2 separate regions of the Pan troglodytes genome follow, and region 1 is linked to region 2. The links are chromatin contacts, called in public Hi-C maps. All regions are on one chromosome and are shown on one strand. The core of a region is the stretch at or near the end of the contact, and the rest is flanking DNA. Distances in the headings are between cores, read along the strand shown.

Region 1 (6,977 bases), core at 3,302-5,801, 180 kb after region 2:
GAATGATGAGTGCTAGAAAGTGTGTAATTTAAAGACTTTAGAAAATACAGTTTTGTTTGATCCAGTTTCATTCTCAAGTATATATGTTTGTGTTCTTTTAACATTAAAAATGTTATGGCATTTTAACTCTTAACAAAAATCAATGTTTTAGTGACGCCCATTATCCAAATCTTCTAACTATTCAAAAAAGAGAATCCTACAAAAATAAATAATGCAGTATTGTTTTATTGAGTTATACCTATATGCCCCACATACTCCACCAAAGACTTATTATTGATCTATCCAGTCTCACCCATTTCTCTATTTTTCCATTTGTCTAATAAAGCAGTCCTCATTTGTTCCTTTGTCTATTTGCCATCCGTCCGTCCTTCCTTCCTTCCTTCCACAGACTTCCTTCTACATCCCTGCCTCTGTCTTCCCCATCATCAGTACATGACATCCCTATCTACCCATTGTTTAGACATCATCCCTACACTCACTGATTCTACATTTTAATTATTTCTCAAATTCATTTACCTGGTGATTTTTCTCCATAAGCACCCTAATCCTGACCTATGATTCATCTCTATACTGAGAGTCTCTTCATATTGTTTTCATACTATTTATTACAACAATAATTATAATTAGTAACTGTGTTTAATGTCTGTGTACCACTAAACTATACCACAGCTCCTTGAGGTCAGAAATAACCTATTGTATTCATCACTTTCTTCCTAACACCTACCAGAGTGCTTAACAAATAGTAGGAAATCGATTAATATTTGTTGAATGAATACATGAGTGAATGGACTGATGAAAAAACACTTGTTGAGTATCAACTCTTGTGCTAGAAACTCTGCTATAGAGTTTAACCTACAGCCTTTCTCATTAACGCTCACAACCACCACCACAAAGTAGATATCATTATTTCCAACTTACAGATGAAGAAACTGAAACCCAGAGAGACTAAATATTTTGCCTAAGGGATTTGAACCCAGGACTTCTAATTCCATATCTGTGCTTTTGCTCAACTCTGAAAAATAGCAGTGAAAATTGGGGTCTTTATAGGTTTGGATATTGTCTCACAAAAAGTAACAAAGTTTCCATTTTCTCTTTTTGATTATTGGTATGATGACACTAATAGTTCTTGGTGATTTGCTGTGAACTGAGCATTGTGTTAAGCATTTCCATAAACCTTCTCTGGGACGGAGACAGCTCTTTGCTTCCTAATACTCATTCTCCCCTTTTCCCACAGTAAGAGAGTTGACAGATTGGTACATAAAAATGTGTACCCCAACTCTCCCATCAGCTGGATGCAGCCACATGATTTATTTCTAATGGATAATTTTTTAAGCATTAAACAACCTTCTTAGTCTCCTATTCTTTTCCTTGGAAGATGGATGTCATCACCCATTATCTTTCAGCCTTCCATTTGTGAAAGAATCCTTTCTACAAATTCACTAACTGCTTCAGCCTGTCTGCTTCCAAAGTCTCTCTACCTACTCTTAGCTGATGCTGGTGGAGTTAATCTCTTCCCAAAACTGACTGACAGCTCTGATATTAGCACCACTTTTTCTTACGTCCTGATGGGCTTAGATGTCAACTAGGCAGTAGTTTAGTAGGAAAGGAACTATTAGTATGACTCGAAAGCAAGATTTTGATTTTTTTTTCTTTCAGCAATGGTCTTCAAATAAATACCCGTGTGGACAGCCTCATGCAAAGAGAATCTTTTCATACAGTTTGTGAATTTTATCGTAATCCTTAAAGGTAGTATCAGCAAATTCCAGACACCAGGACAAGCCCATGTCTAGTATTTGCAGCGCCTGGGGCAAAGCAACAAATGGAAACCTATGTGTCATATGTCTAATATTTAAAATTGACAAAATCAAGCCAGCAAACATTTAAATAAAAGACATCTGTCCACTGGGCATGGTGGCTCATGCCTGTAATCCCAGCACTTTGGGAGGCTGAGGCAGGCGGATCATGAGGTCAGGAGTTGGAGTCCAGACTGGCCAACATAGTGAAACCCCATCTCTACTAAAAATACAAACAATTAGCCAGGAGTGGTGGTGGGCGCCTGTAATTCCAGCTGAGGCAGGAGAGGCTGAGGCAGGAGAATCGCTTGAACCTGGGAGGCAGAAGTTGCAGTGAGCCAAGATTGCGCCATTGTACTCCAACCTGGGCGACAAGAATGAAACTCCATCCAAAAAAAAAAAAAAGAAAAAGAAAAAGAAAAGAAAAAAGAAAAAAAGAGTCTGTCTCCCTTCCTTGGCAGATACAATTTCATAATGACCTTAAAGACTCAGAATGTAAACTTCTCAGAATTCTTTGCACTCTACCCAGCACATGGCAGCACAAGGACTGCCAGCTCTTGGTTCTCAGACCTCACCCAAGATCTTCCTTAATTCCCCACCCACTCTCCTCTGTCCTGCACCACTGAGGCTCCTGGTGCGGGTATGTGGATTGCCCAGACCACGTGGCCAAGCTTCATCTACTCCCTTCCCCTCCCCAAATGGTTGTCCTTTGGCCACCCCTTGGAAAATGGACCAAGGAATTGGCCTATATAGGCGCTGAAGTTGGGTTAAGGTCCCTTTGAGGAGGGAATTCTAGAGTTTGGGTACCCAGGGCATGGCCTAAGAGTGCAATTTGTAGGGTCTTGGTGGGAACATCCCCTCACTCCTAACTCCTCTGCCTGTCAAGAGAGGTGTGGCTAATAAGGACCAGAGCAAGATCCAAGGTAGGCATCCTTCGTGGATTTAAAAATCACTTGCTTTTAAATCCAAGCTCCAAATTTAAAAGAAGTACTGGGTGGGCCTGGGACCAGGAATGGTAACCTATCATTACAATCACCAGCATACTGGGAAAAAAAACATGGATTTGCAATCACACAGGCTTGGGCAAAATCTTAGCTCTACTACTCACTGACCATGTGTTCTAAGACAAGACACTTAGCCCTCTGGGGCTCAGTTTCCTCATTTGTCAAGTGGTGACAGTAACTACCAAGGGAAGGGTGTGGTGAAAAAGTCACATAATCCTCTATGCAACAAGGCAGTAAAGTGCAATGGCTTCAGGGCATACAGCCTGGATAGGACCCCAACTCCTCCACTCACTTGTGCAAGCTTGGGTAAGCCAACCTCTGAATGCCTTAGTTTCCACACCTAGGAAATGAGGCTAATAGTAGTAGCTACCTCACAGGGTTGTTATGAGGATTAAATGAAACAAGGCATACAAAGCACTGAGAATAGTTCCTGGCACACAGTAAGCTGCAAAGTATGTAGCCCACGGCCTGAAACAGAATCCACAAGAGCAAAGAGCTATCGAGTGTTTACCCTGTGCCTAGTGGGTGCTGCGTGCTAGGGGACCCACAAATAAACAAAACAATCTTACCCTCTTGGGGGTTACAAAGCAGAATTATGACTCACCTTGCTTTGATCTGTCTCACAGGTGCAAGGAGTGATGGCTGGTGATGGGGACAAAGAGGTGGCCTTGGCCTATAAGGACAGCCAGACCCTTCACATCCTTCCTCCTATTTGATCTTCATGCCAACCCTGAGGGGTGGTAGGGCAGGGATTGCTCCCAACGTGTTCCAGATGGAGAAGTCTCTGCTCAAAGTTACACGAGTGATCTGGGTACCCAAACTCTAGAGGGAAGAATTTGGGTACCTTTCCTGGAGACACTAAGTGGTCTTTCAGACTTTTTGGATCCAGTCCAGAGCCCTGGCATCCTTCATGATCTGGACCCTGCTGACTGGGGGTCTGCTTCCCCTCCAGTTTGCTGTCTATTTCATGGTTGCATCCAAATTCCTGCGCTTCTCTAAATACTCCCTGTGCTGTCCTGCCTCTGAACCTCTGCACAGGCCTTCACCTCTGCTTGGCGCTTCCTTGATTGTCTCTTTCTCATGTTTCAAGATCCTATGAGTGATATCTACTCTGTTGAGTTTTCCTTGACAGCACCCCCTTCCCTAGCTGGGCTGAGCGTCCTCCCTTGGGTCCTACAGCACGCTGCACTTACAACCATTCCAGCCCTTACCACTTCACGTTGTCATTACACATCACTTAGCTGCCCTCTGCCCCCAAACATATAGTCTGTGAGCTCCTGGAAACCAGAAACTGAGTCTCCATGCTCACTGTGTCTCCAGTATCCAGCACGATGAGCTAGGGCACAGGACAACAGGCTTAACAAATGTTCGCTGACCGGGTAAGGAAATACTGTCTGTAGGCCGGCCTTTCCTGGAGACACTTGACTGCCATCTACTGGCACACCATTGTAATACATTCACAGGTCTACAGCCACTGCGATGTGGGGGTGTGTACGAGGCCAACCTGCGCAACTGGCATTCCTCGACTTGATTCTAACCTGGAACCTGAAGCACTTTGCACTACACCAATACCACCCAAGCAGCTGTGCTCTTGATGAGACCTCACCTTCCCAGGAGAAACATTTGTTTTGCCCATCTCTGGAATGTTTACTGCAGGGCCTGGCAGACGGACTGGGGCTGAAGCTGAGGGTCAGGGAGTCCATCCCCCCGCCTGGCTGCAAGTCAGAAGTCTGTCTCCTGATGGGCCACACAGACTGCTGCCTCCTTGCCGGGGGCTCATTCAGGCTTGAGCCGCCTCTGAACGGTTCTGTCTGGCAGAGGGAAGGGTAGGGATGGTCTGGAATTCTAGATGCCTTTGGGGGCTGGGGTTGCTGCCTCTGTAATTGACTGGCTGTTTGACCTCAGGCAAAATGGATGGACCCGCTGTGCCTAAGGGCTCTGTCTCTCATGGCTGCCTCCTCTTTACGCCCTAATATGTTCAATCTCATAACGAGCTCCCTGAATACCTCAGCCAATCAATCAAGTCCTTGGCCTGGGGAAGAAGGTGGGGGGAGCTCTGGATTCCACGAAGATTCTCTCTCTGTGGGTGGTCTCATATTTTACTGCCACATCTGAAGAATATTATAAAACTGGTGCTGCCTGGGGTGGGAAATCCCTAGTTGAGGGAGGTGGGAAGTGTGTATGAGAGAGATTGATGAGGAATGGGTACGGGGCTCTTTTGTGGCTGCAGCAAGGGCAGAAGAAGGGGAATTCATACAAACAGGATCTGTGTTCAAACAGGACTGTTTTCCAATAAATCGATCCTGTATGTAGAGTTAACGCAGCCAGGGCTTGGTGATGTCCTTCCAAGGAAGGAGAGGTCAGGAATGTCCTGTCCCAGGGACAGCTGTCTCTCCGCAGGCCACCCCCACTGGGGGTGGGGTGGAAATAGAGAAAGAGATTTTCATGTTTCTGATGCAACATGTCAGTTGCTGATTTGTGGCCCAGGCAGAAGCAGGGAAGACAACCAATGGGCTGTGGAGAAAATGAAGGCAAAACACTCAGAGACTTTGCCAGTTAGCAAGAGAGTCACATGGCAGGCTGGATGGGCAGAGGTGTGGCAGAAGAAAGACCTTGGAATGCAAAGGGACCCAAGATCTGATTCTAGCTCCATTATTTTCTCCTGAGAACAGCTCACCCTCCTGGCACCTTCCCATTGCCAGATGGAGGAACCCCGCCCTCAACCCCAAACAATGGTGCAGCCTCTCAGTCCTCCATGCAATTAGCAAGGTCCAATGAACTAGGAAGGGAAGGAATGCGCTAAGAGTGATGAGACTCCCTATGCCTGTATGGGGATCTGCGGAGGCAAAAAACTGAGACATAACAGGGCCCCGAGCCACAGGATGTGACAAATGATCCCCACCTTTTGCCTCTGAGAACAATAGAGAAGGAGATTTTTGTGGGCAGGATCTGATCACAATTCACATCACTTATTCACTCCCTCATTCAATCACTATTTATTGAGCCTTATGTGGACTAGGCACCACACCAGGCATAGGAGTAGATATAGCAGATACAGTGGCAGATGTAGTCCTTGTTCTTGGAGAGCTTACATGCTTATTGAAAAGACAAAAAATAAATAAATAAACAGATAAAAAGAATGAGTACTACGAATAAAATGCACGACCAATGGAATTGAGGATAAGATGTGGGGTGCAGGGGAGATTGGACTTCAGTTGGTAGAAAAGGCTTCTTTGAAAGACACTGAGGCCGGGAACAGTGGCTCATGCCTGTAATCCCAACACTTTGGGAGGCCGAGGTGGGCGGTTCACAAGGTCAAGAGATCAAGACCATCCCGGCCAACATGGTGAAACGCCATCTCTACTAAAAATACAAAAATTAGCCAGGCATGGTGGTGCATGCCTGTAATCCCAGCTACTTGGGAGGCTGAGGCAGGAGAATTGCTTGAAACCGGGTGGTGGAGGTTGCAGTGAGCCAAGATCTCGCCACTGCACTCCAGTCTGGCAACAGAGCAAGACTCTGTCTCATAATAATAATAATAATAATAATAATAATAAAATAAATAGATAAAAAGAAGAGTACTATGAATAAAATGCACAACCAATGTGATTGAGGATAAGATGTGGGGTGCAGGGGAAATTGGACTTCAGTTGGTAGAAAAGGCTTCTTTCAAAGACACTGAACATACACAGATAGACCACCTACTATGTGCCAGAGTCTGCAGGCTGTAAGGAAACAAGCGCAAAGACAACATAGCTAGCTCTTGGTCTCAGGGGGCTTACTACCTAATGGGAGGGACAGACACAAAAATAGAAAATGACCACACAGAGCATTCACACAAATATCCCCCTCAGCCCACAGAAAAAGCAGCCAACTCAGTCTGAAGGTCAGGGATCACCTTCCTGAGGTCACCGTCCACCCATCCATCCAATGTTTGGTACCTAGTCTTTGCCAGGGCTGCAAAGATGAGTGCAGCCGGATCTGGATGTGTGTGTCTGCCAAAAGGACACGGGCAAGGGCAAAGGAAGTAGGTACGTCCTGGGGGCACCCAGGAGAGAGATGAATGTTCCTGGGTGTGTCCTTTAATGTACAACAGGCACAGAGCAGAAGACCTGGGTTTGAGTTGGCAGCTCTGGCACCTGCCGCCTGATTTTGGACCAGCCTCTGCTTCCTCTTCCGT
Region 2 (6,636 bases), core at 1,750-4,249:
GGAGTCTCACTCCGTCACCTAGGCTAGAGTGCAGTGGCATGATCTCAGCTCACTGCAAGCTCCGCCTCCCAGGTTCACGCCATTCTCCTGCCTCAGCCTCCCAAGTAACTGGGACTACAGGCGCCCACCACCACACCTGGCTAATTTTTTGTGTTGTTAGTACAGACGGGGTTTCACCATGTTAGCCAGGATGGTCTCGATCTCCTGACCTCGTGATCCGCCCACCTTGGCCTCTCAAAGTGCTGGGATTACAGGCGTGAGCCACCGCACCCAGCCTGCATCTTCATTCTTACTGTTAGCCTCAGGTTCACCCCACCTAGCTTATTAAGTGATGTTGAATAATCAATTCTTACATATTATTAGGCTCATGGACACCATGACATCCAGACTGATGGGTGCCTGCTGAATGGGGTGACCCTAGCAGGAGGACTCCCCTACGCAAGGATTCATGGAGTTTGCTGTTTCTTTTCCTTAGAGTGAGAACCAAACTGCCTTCACACGGTGGGCAGAGGGGAACTGATTCAGGTTTGGAATAAGAGAGAACATCCCAGCTGAAAAGCTCTTGGAATTCGCTGAACTTCAAGACACTGTGTGGACCAGCTTAGGATAGGGAGTGAGAAGAAATTAACCAAAAGGTAATTTCGTTACTTTTCAGCTGGAAAAAAGATCAGATTACACTTGTGCTTTCATAATTAAGTAGCTGCTGGAAAAAAACGCTTCAGATGCTTTCTATGAGAAAACTGCTGCTTGAAGTTCAGCAGAAGTTATCTACTTGATACTTATATTCCAGGCAAGGCCTTCCGTTGGAGAAAATATCGGCACTTTGGACAAAACTGAAATGTGAAAAGAAAGAGAAGAGAGGGCCTCTATCATGTAAGATGCTTATCCAAAGTGGATTTGGTCTGGAAAGTCTTCTAAAACCTTCCACATGACTGTGGAATAAGTCATGTGGGGCGCGGGGATAAGTGAATCTCTCAAATTCCACCACGTATGCCCTCATTCAACCTGGATCCTTAGAGTGGCCTCCAGGGCACTCTGCTCAGGACTCAGTCAGCTGTTGGCCACACCCATGCTCTCCAGTCTCCTGAGACCCTGTTTGGTTCTGAGAGGGGTAAAAAGCAGTGTGGCTAAATATCCCAGGCCTCAAAGTATTCCTACTGTGGTTGGGGAAGCAATAGAATCATACCCCATAAAACAATGAAAACAGTGCTAGAAAAACATCGAGAGACAGAAACATCTCTACGAGTTAGGCCACAGTTAGAGTGAAGGCAGGGAGGGTTTTTAAAGCTGGGTGGAGGGGACAAGTCAAAAAGATGTGGAAACTGGTTTCCCTTTCCTATGGCTAAAGTGCTCAAAGGGGAAAAAGGAGTTTCAAAAGTGTTCTTGGAAATACCATCTCTCACGAATTCTTCGGCCTCTGCTGTCCCAACGTCACTTGTCTGAGATGTAAACAGAGGAGTTCTGAGAAAGAAGCTGAACTTGCATTTCTCCCTGTTTCTATTTGTTCCAAACTTGTGGCATTTCTAACAGGATGAAGTGGAAGAGAAAGGGAAAGAGACAAAAGTGTAGAAAGATGGAAGATCCCAGCTGCTAATGGCCATTTGCAGTTAGATGGAACAGCTGCTGACGTTCAGGGAAATGCATGTCTCTCTTCAGATGGGAAGGAGCAGTGGAAAGGGGTGACGAGTTCCTGGCTGGCCACCAATCATCCCATCTTTCTGTGCCGGTTCCTCATCTGGAAAGTGGGAGTGATACTTGTGCTTGCTTTTCCTATCTACAAAGATTATTGTGAGAGCTATAATACGGTGAGATACAGAATCCTGCTTTTAAAAATACAAAGCAGAATCAAGATGTCAATCATAAGGATAGTAATTGTGTTAGTTATTTGCAATCATCTATTATAGCTAGTCGTCTAGGATCCTGGATCGTTCTCCTGGTTTTACTACAGTTTTGGATCAGCTCACCCCCAAATCCCTTGCTGAAGGGTGGAGCCCTGTCAGCCATGGGCAGGGAACCACTTCCTCTTGCCTTTCTACTTTCTGTCTTTCAAACATGCCCAGGGTCTTTGCACTTGCTGTTCCGCCTGCCTGGTACCTCTCTCCTGTGGCTTGCCCCAGAGCTGATCCTTGTCTTTGTCCACTTCTTAGCGAGGATGGCACTTCAGGGAGCCCTTCCCTTGCTATCGCAGAGAGAGCAGGCCCTCCCCAGTCATGTCCAACACAGAACTCTGTTTTGTTTTCTTCATAGCCCTAGCATCACAGAAAATCACCCTGTGCATTCATGGATGTCCACGGGGGCAAGGGCTTTGTGTTGCTTAACCCAGCATCCTGAACCGTGTTTGTTGAATGAATACAGAACCCCGTTTGCTCTGGGGGAGCACAAAAAACAGTCTTCTATCATATATCATAGCCAGCTGCAAACAGCAGATGGCTTCCCATATCCCAGAGAGTAAGAACTAGAGAGAGAGAGAGAGAGAGAGAGAGAGAGAGAGAGAGAGAGAGAGAGAGTTTGGGTCTTTCTCCTCTGTGCCTGCTCTCTCCAGAGAAACTGGAGGGGTAGCAGTTAGCATTCCCCCGCTGGTTCCACCAAGCACAGTCAAGGTCTCTAGGATATGGCCACCCCTCACCTGTGGAAGGGGTCCTGCTGGGGTGGGTGGGTGTTAGTTGGTTCTGGTTTGGGTCAGAGGCACCCAGTGGCCCAGGTGGGCCTGGGGCCAGGGCGCAGACGAGAAGGGGCACGAGGGCGCCGCTCCGAGGACCCAGCGGCAAGCACCGGTCCCAGGCGCGCCCCAGCCCACCCACTCGCGTGCCCACGGCGGCATTATTCCCTATAAGGATCTGAACGATCCGGGGGCGGCCCCGCCCCGTTGCCCCGTGCCCCCGGCCCCGCCCCCTTTTTGGAGGGCCGATGAGGTAATGCGGCTCTGCCATTGGTCTGAGGGGGCGGGCCCCAACAGCCCGAGGCGGGGTCCCCGGGGGCCCAGCGCTATATCACTCGGCCGCCCAGGCAGCGGCGCAGAGCGGGCAGCAGGCAGGCGGCGGGCGCTCAGACGGCTTCTCCTCCTCCTCTTGCTCCTCCAGCTCCTGCTCCTTCGCCGGGAGGCCGCCCGCGGAGTCCTGCGCCAGCGCCGAGGCAGCCTCGCTGCGCCCCATCCCGTCCCGCCGGGCACTCGGAGGGCAGCGCGCCGGAGGCCAAGGTTGCCCCGCACGGCCCGGCGGGCGAGCGAGCTCGGGCTGCAGCAGCCCCGCCGGCGGCGCGCACGGCAACTTTGGAGAGGCGAGCAGCAGCCCCGGCAGCGGCGGCAGCAGCGGCAATGACTCCTTGGCTCGGGCTCATCGTGCTCCTGGGCAGCTGGAGCCTGGGGGACTGGGGCGCCGAGGCGTGCACATGCTCGCCCAGCCACCCCCAGGACGCCTTCTGCAACTCCGACATCGGTAAGCGCTCCTGGTGCCCCGCCCGAGCCCCACGCTGCAGCCGGGACTGCAGCGGTGCTTAGGGAGGCAGGGCGAGACCCACTTCTTTCCTCTGCCCCAGGAGAGGGGCAGACGGGGTTGGGGCGGAGTGGAGAAACTCGATGTCCTTGGGCGGGGGCGCTGGCATAGCTGAGAGGGGAAGATGCCCTGCAGAGGAAACTCACAGTGGCTGAGGGAGCCCCTGGCCGCCTTTGCTTTCCTAACTTAGGTCGTGAGGTTCCTACCGGTCCTTTTGACATCTGGAAAATGTCCCATTCAGTACTAACGGAGGAAGGGCTAGAAGAGAAGGGTGGGGAAAGGGTTCCCAAAACTTGGAATGCTAACTAAAGTGCTGGGAAATTGAATAGTTAAAAAAAAAAAAAGTTGCCCGCCATGTGCACGGAAAGTTGCAGGAGAAACTTGGAGTACTCCGAGTCTGCATCATCTCCTGCGCCTATGAAATTCATTCTTTTCACTGAGACCCAACCCAGCTGCAGGCTTCCCAGGCAAGCGCTAACCGAGCTTCTGGGACTGCCAAGTTTGGGTGGATTTAAGGGGGAAAATGAGGAGAAAGCTGTGGCATTGACCCACGCCCTGGAGGCACTGTGTTTGAGAGTGTTGATAGCCAGCAGAAGGTGCGAGGGGTCACTCACCACATAGCTGTGAAAATTCACAGGAAGGCTATATTTTTTCCCCTTGAATGTGTGTGGGGAGGGGGAGAATGGGTAGTGGAAAACAGATTTGTCACCAAAAGAGCAAACCTGCCAAGGGTCACATCAAGGTGACAGTTCCAGACTGGACTTAGTGTCTTGAGTAGAGAGACCCTGTAAAGAGACCTCCTACTCCTTAGTGTGTATGGAGGGCCCCGAGAGCATCCTGGGAGGCTTGTCTGGGAGTGTTTGGGACACTTGTGTTTGGATGGCTAAAGGTGGAGTGGCATCTGGGAAACATCTCTCTCCTCCTTTCCAGCCCATAAAGCGTGCAAGTCCAGTGGCTCTGCTGGGAGAGTGTGTGTGTGCGCGCTGGGCTGGGCTGGGCTGGGCTGGGCGGTGGGGTGGGACAGCCTTGCCGCCCTCTGCCTGTGTCGATTCAGAGGTGAAGAATGGAGCGTGTGTGTTTTAAGTACAGTCATAAAGGAGAAGGAAATTTTCCACTGAGTCTTGGGTGAGGGACTCTACCAGCGTGTTGTGGTGAGGAGGGGGAGGAGGTAGGAGCTTGGCAGGGGAGGCAGTGAGGGCCGGGAGGGGCACTGCTGGTGGGCTGGGCTGAGCCTAGAGGTCAGAGTGGGGGTGTGGTGACCAGAATGTCAGTGCAGTTGGCAGCTGAGGGTGTTTGTGTGACCTGAGGTCACCCTTGTAAGAGGCTCCCTGGGGCCCGCATGGTACATCCTCCCCTCTCCTGGGGGAACCCAGCTGGCCCAGGATTTGTGGATTGCTTAGAAAGATCCTTTTGGGCAGCCTGAAGACTGGGGAGGGTTTTCCTCCCTCCTCCATCTCCACCCACATTCCACTTACCCTTTCCCTCCTCATCCCAGTTGGTAACATTCCCACCTGATTAGTGTGGGGAGTTGCTGCTGCAGCTGAGTTCTGGTTTTGCCCAGCAGGATCACACACATGCGGCCAGGAGGCTGGCAGGTGGAATCAGGGTGTGCAGGGGTGCAGCCCAAGTCCTTTTCTGCTGGAAAATGGGCTGGGTGACTTCACTTGCGTTTTTTTGGTATGTAGTGGGAGTAGGTCCCCATTCTTCCCCCTTGCCCTTTGCTTTGGGGTTTCTACCCTAAAAATTGACCACAGAAAGTGAAAACAAGCATGAGTAGATCCTGCTTCCAATGGGGGCCTTCCCGTCTGCTTACTGCTTAGGTTTCCTGCGGTGGGTCTGAGCAATGCAGAAAGTTTCTTACAATTTCTCTGGATTGATACAAGAAATAGCTCCCTCGCTCCTCTTCATAAATTTCTCAGAGAAAATCTAAGTTACCAGGAAGTACCCAAAGACCAGGAGATTGTGGAATCAAAAAGAAAAAAAGAAACAAAAAATCTTCGATGCTCTGGCATGGATCCCAAATTGTTCTGCCTGGGTTTGGTGAGCTGCACTAGTGGCAGGGATGAGCTAATGCTTTTAAAATGGGAGGTGTGGGTGTGAGCTGCTTGCCTGCCGACCTCCCTCGCCTTGCACAGCACCCTGCTGGCGTCCAGTACTTGGCTCCCAAGTTTCATTGCTCAGAGCCTTTCTGGTTTCCAGTCTGGGTTGAAACTGTCTATTCTCTCCCTCAAACAAATATGAAGGAGCTCCCCATTCCTTGGGACCCACACAACCCCACCAGTCAACTTTGTAGCCCCCTAAAGGTGTTCACGTCAGCCCATCAACTTCCTGTTTGAAAACCATCATGGTGGTTTTCTCTTCATGGCTTGGTGCCGTGTTGGCCTAGCAGAAGGCACAGGAGGCCTGGCCTGGTCCTCTCCAGGGGGGCTGCCCGATGGCCTTTCCTCCTGTCTCTGCTCATCCACAGGTGTCTCTTTTTGTCTTTTTTCCCCAAAGTCCTAGGGCCTGGCACGGCATTCTGGGGGAGGAGGAGTTAAAAGGTGTTTCTATGGCAACTCCAGGCCCTGCACCCTATGGAAGTGTTTAGGAGAAGAATAAACTACATGCCGGCTTATAAGACACACTGTGGGGGAAAGAAAGGGACTTGGCAGCAGGCAGGATGTCTGTGGTCCCCCTCCCTGGCCAGTCATTGCCCCTGAAACTCCTGACAAAACCTTGACTCTAGAAGAGGAATGGGAGGGGGCTGGAGATGAAGAAGGCGGCTTCGGCCCGGGCAAATCTGCCCTGGCAGCTCTGTCCAGCTCAGGAAGGGGTGGGCTGTGCCAAGGGCTTTCTGAAAATGTGCGTGTGTGCGTGTGTGTGTGTGTGTGTGCGTGTGTGGCTTCTGCAAAGGTGGCTGGCAGGGCTGAGGGGGGTGCAGCAGAGAGAGAGAATTTTGCTTGAGAATGCCAAGCCCTTCTCTCCTTCTCTCTTGCCGCCTTTGTATGGGAGGAATGGGGCTGTAGGATGAAGCGTGTTCGGGGCCTGCCTCTGAGCCTGTTGGGAATTTGAGCATGAGGCTCAGCTGGGGGGCCGGGTGCCAGCCCCAGAGGATGGCCCCTGGATAGCTCCAAATTGTTCTGACAGGGGCCAGTGCCAGCAGATT

The links. Hi-C and Micro-C count contacts between places; a contact is called where the count stands out from the background.
Region 1: a Hi-C map of stem cell-derived neural progenitor cells shows a contact between it and region 2, with 4 times the contacts expected there. The contact joins the enhancer-like site here to the promoter of TIMP3 in region 2. A contact is called at or near these places in 3 of 7 Hi-C or Micro-C datasets (blood, induced pluripotent stem cells and stem cell-derived neural progenitor cells) and 1 of 1 other capture datasets (stem cell-derived neural stem cells).

The regions. Positions count from the first base shown.
Region 1 is chr23:35,082,335-35,089,311 of NHGRI_mPanTro3-v2.0_pri, forward strand. The region is part of intron 2 of SYN3 (synapsin III); the gene reads right to left. Among named protein-coding and RNA genes, the nearest start is that of SYN3, 73 kb to the right of the region's middle. Within about 2 kb of position 4,552, at least 9 of the 24 cell types and tissues checked have an H3K27ac peak or open chromatin away from gene starts, as enhancers often do. A contact at or near this core is called in induced pluripotent stem cells, stem cell-derived neural progenitor cells and stem cell-derived neural stem cells, where this site is marked.
Region 2 is chr23:34,899,405-34,906,040 of NHGRI_mPanTro3-v2.0_pri, forward strand. It overlaps TIMP3 (TIMP metallopeptidase inhibitor 3), which reads left to right and starts at 3,000. Exons shown (of 5, transcript XM_515097.8): 1 at 3,000-3,434. The coding sequence starts at 3,314. The region is part of intron 6 of SYN3 (synapsin III); the gene reads right to left.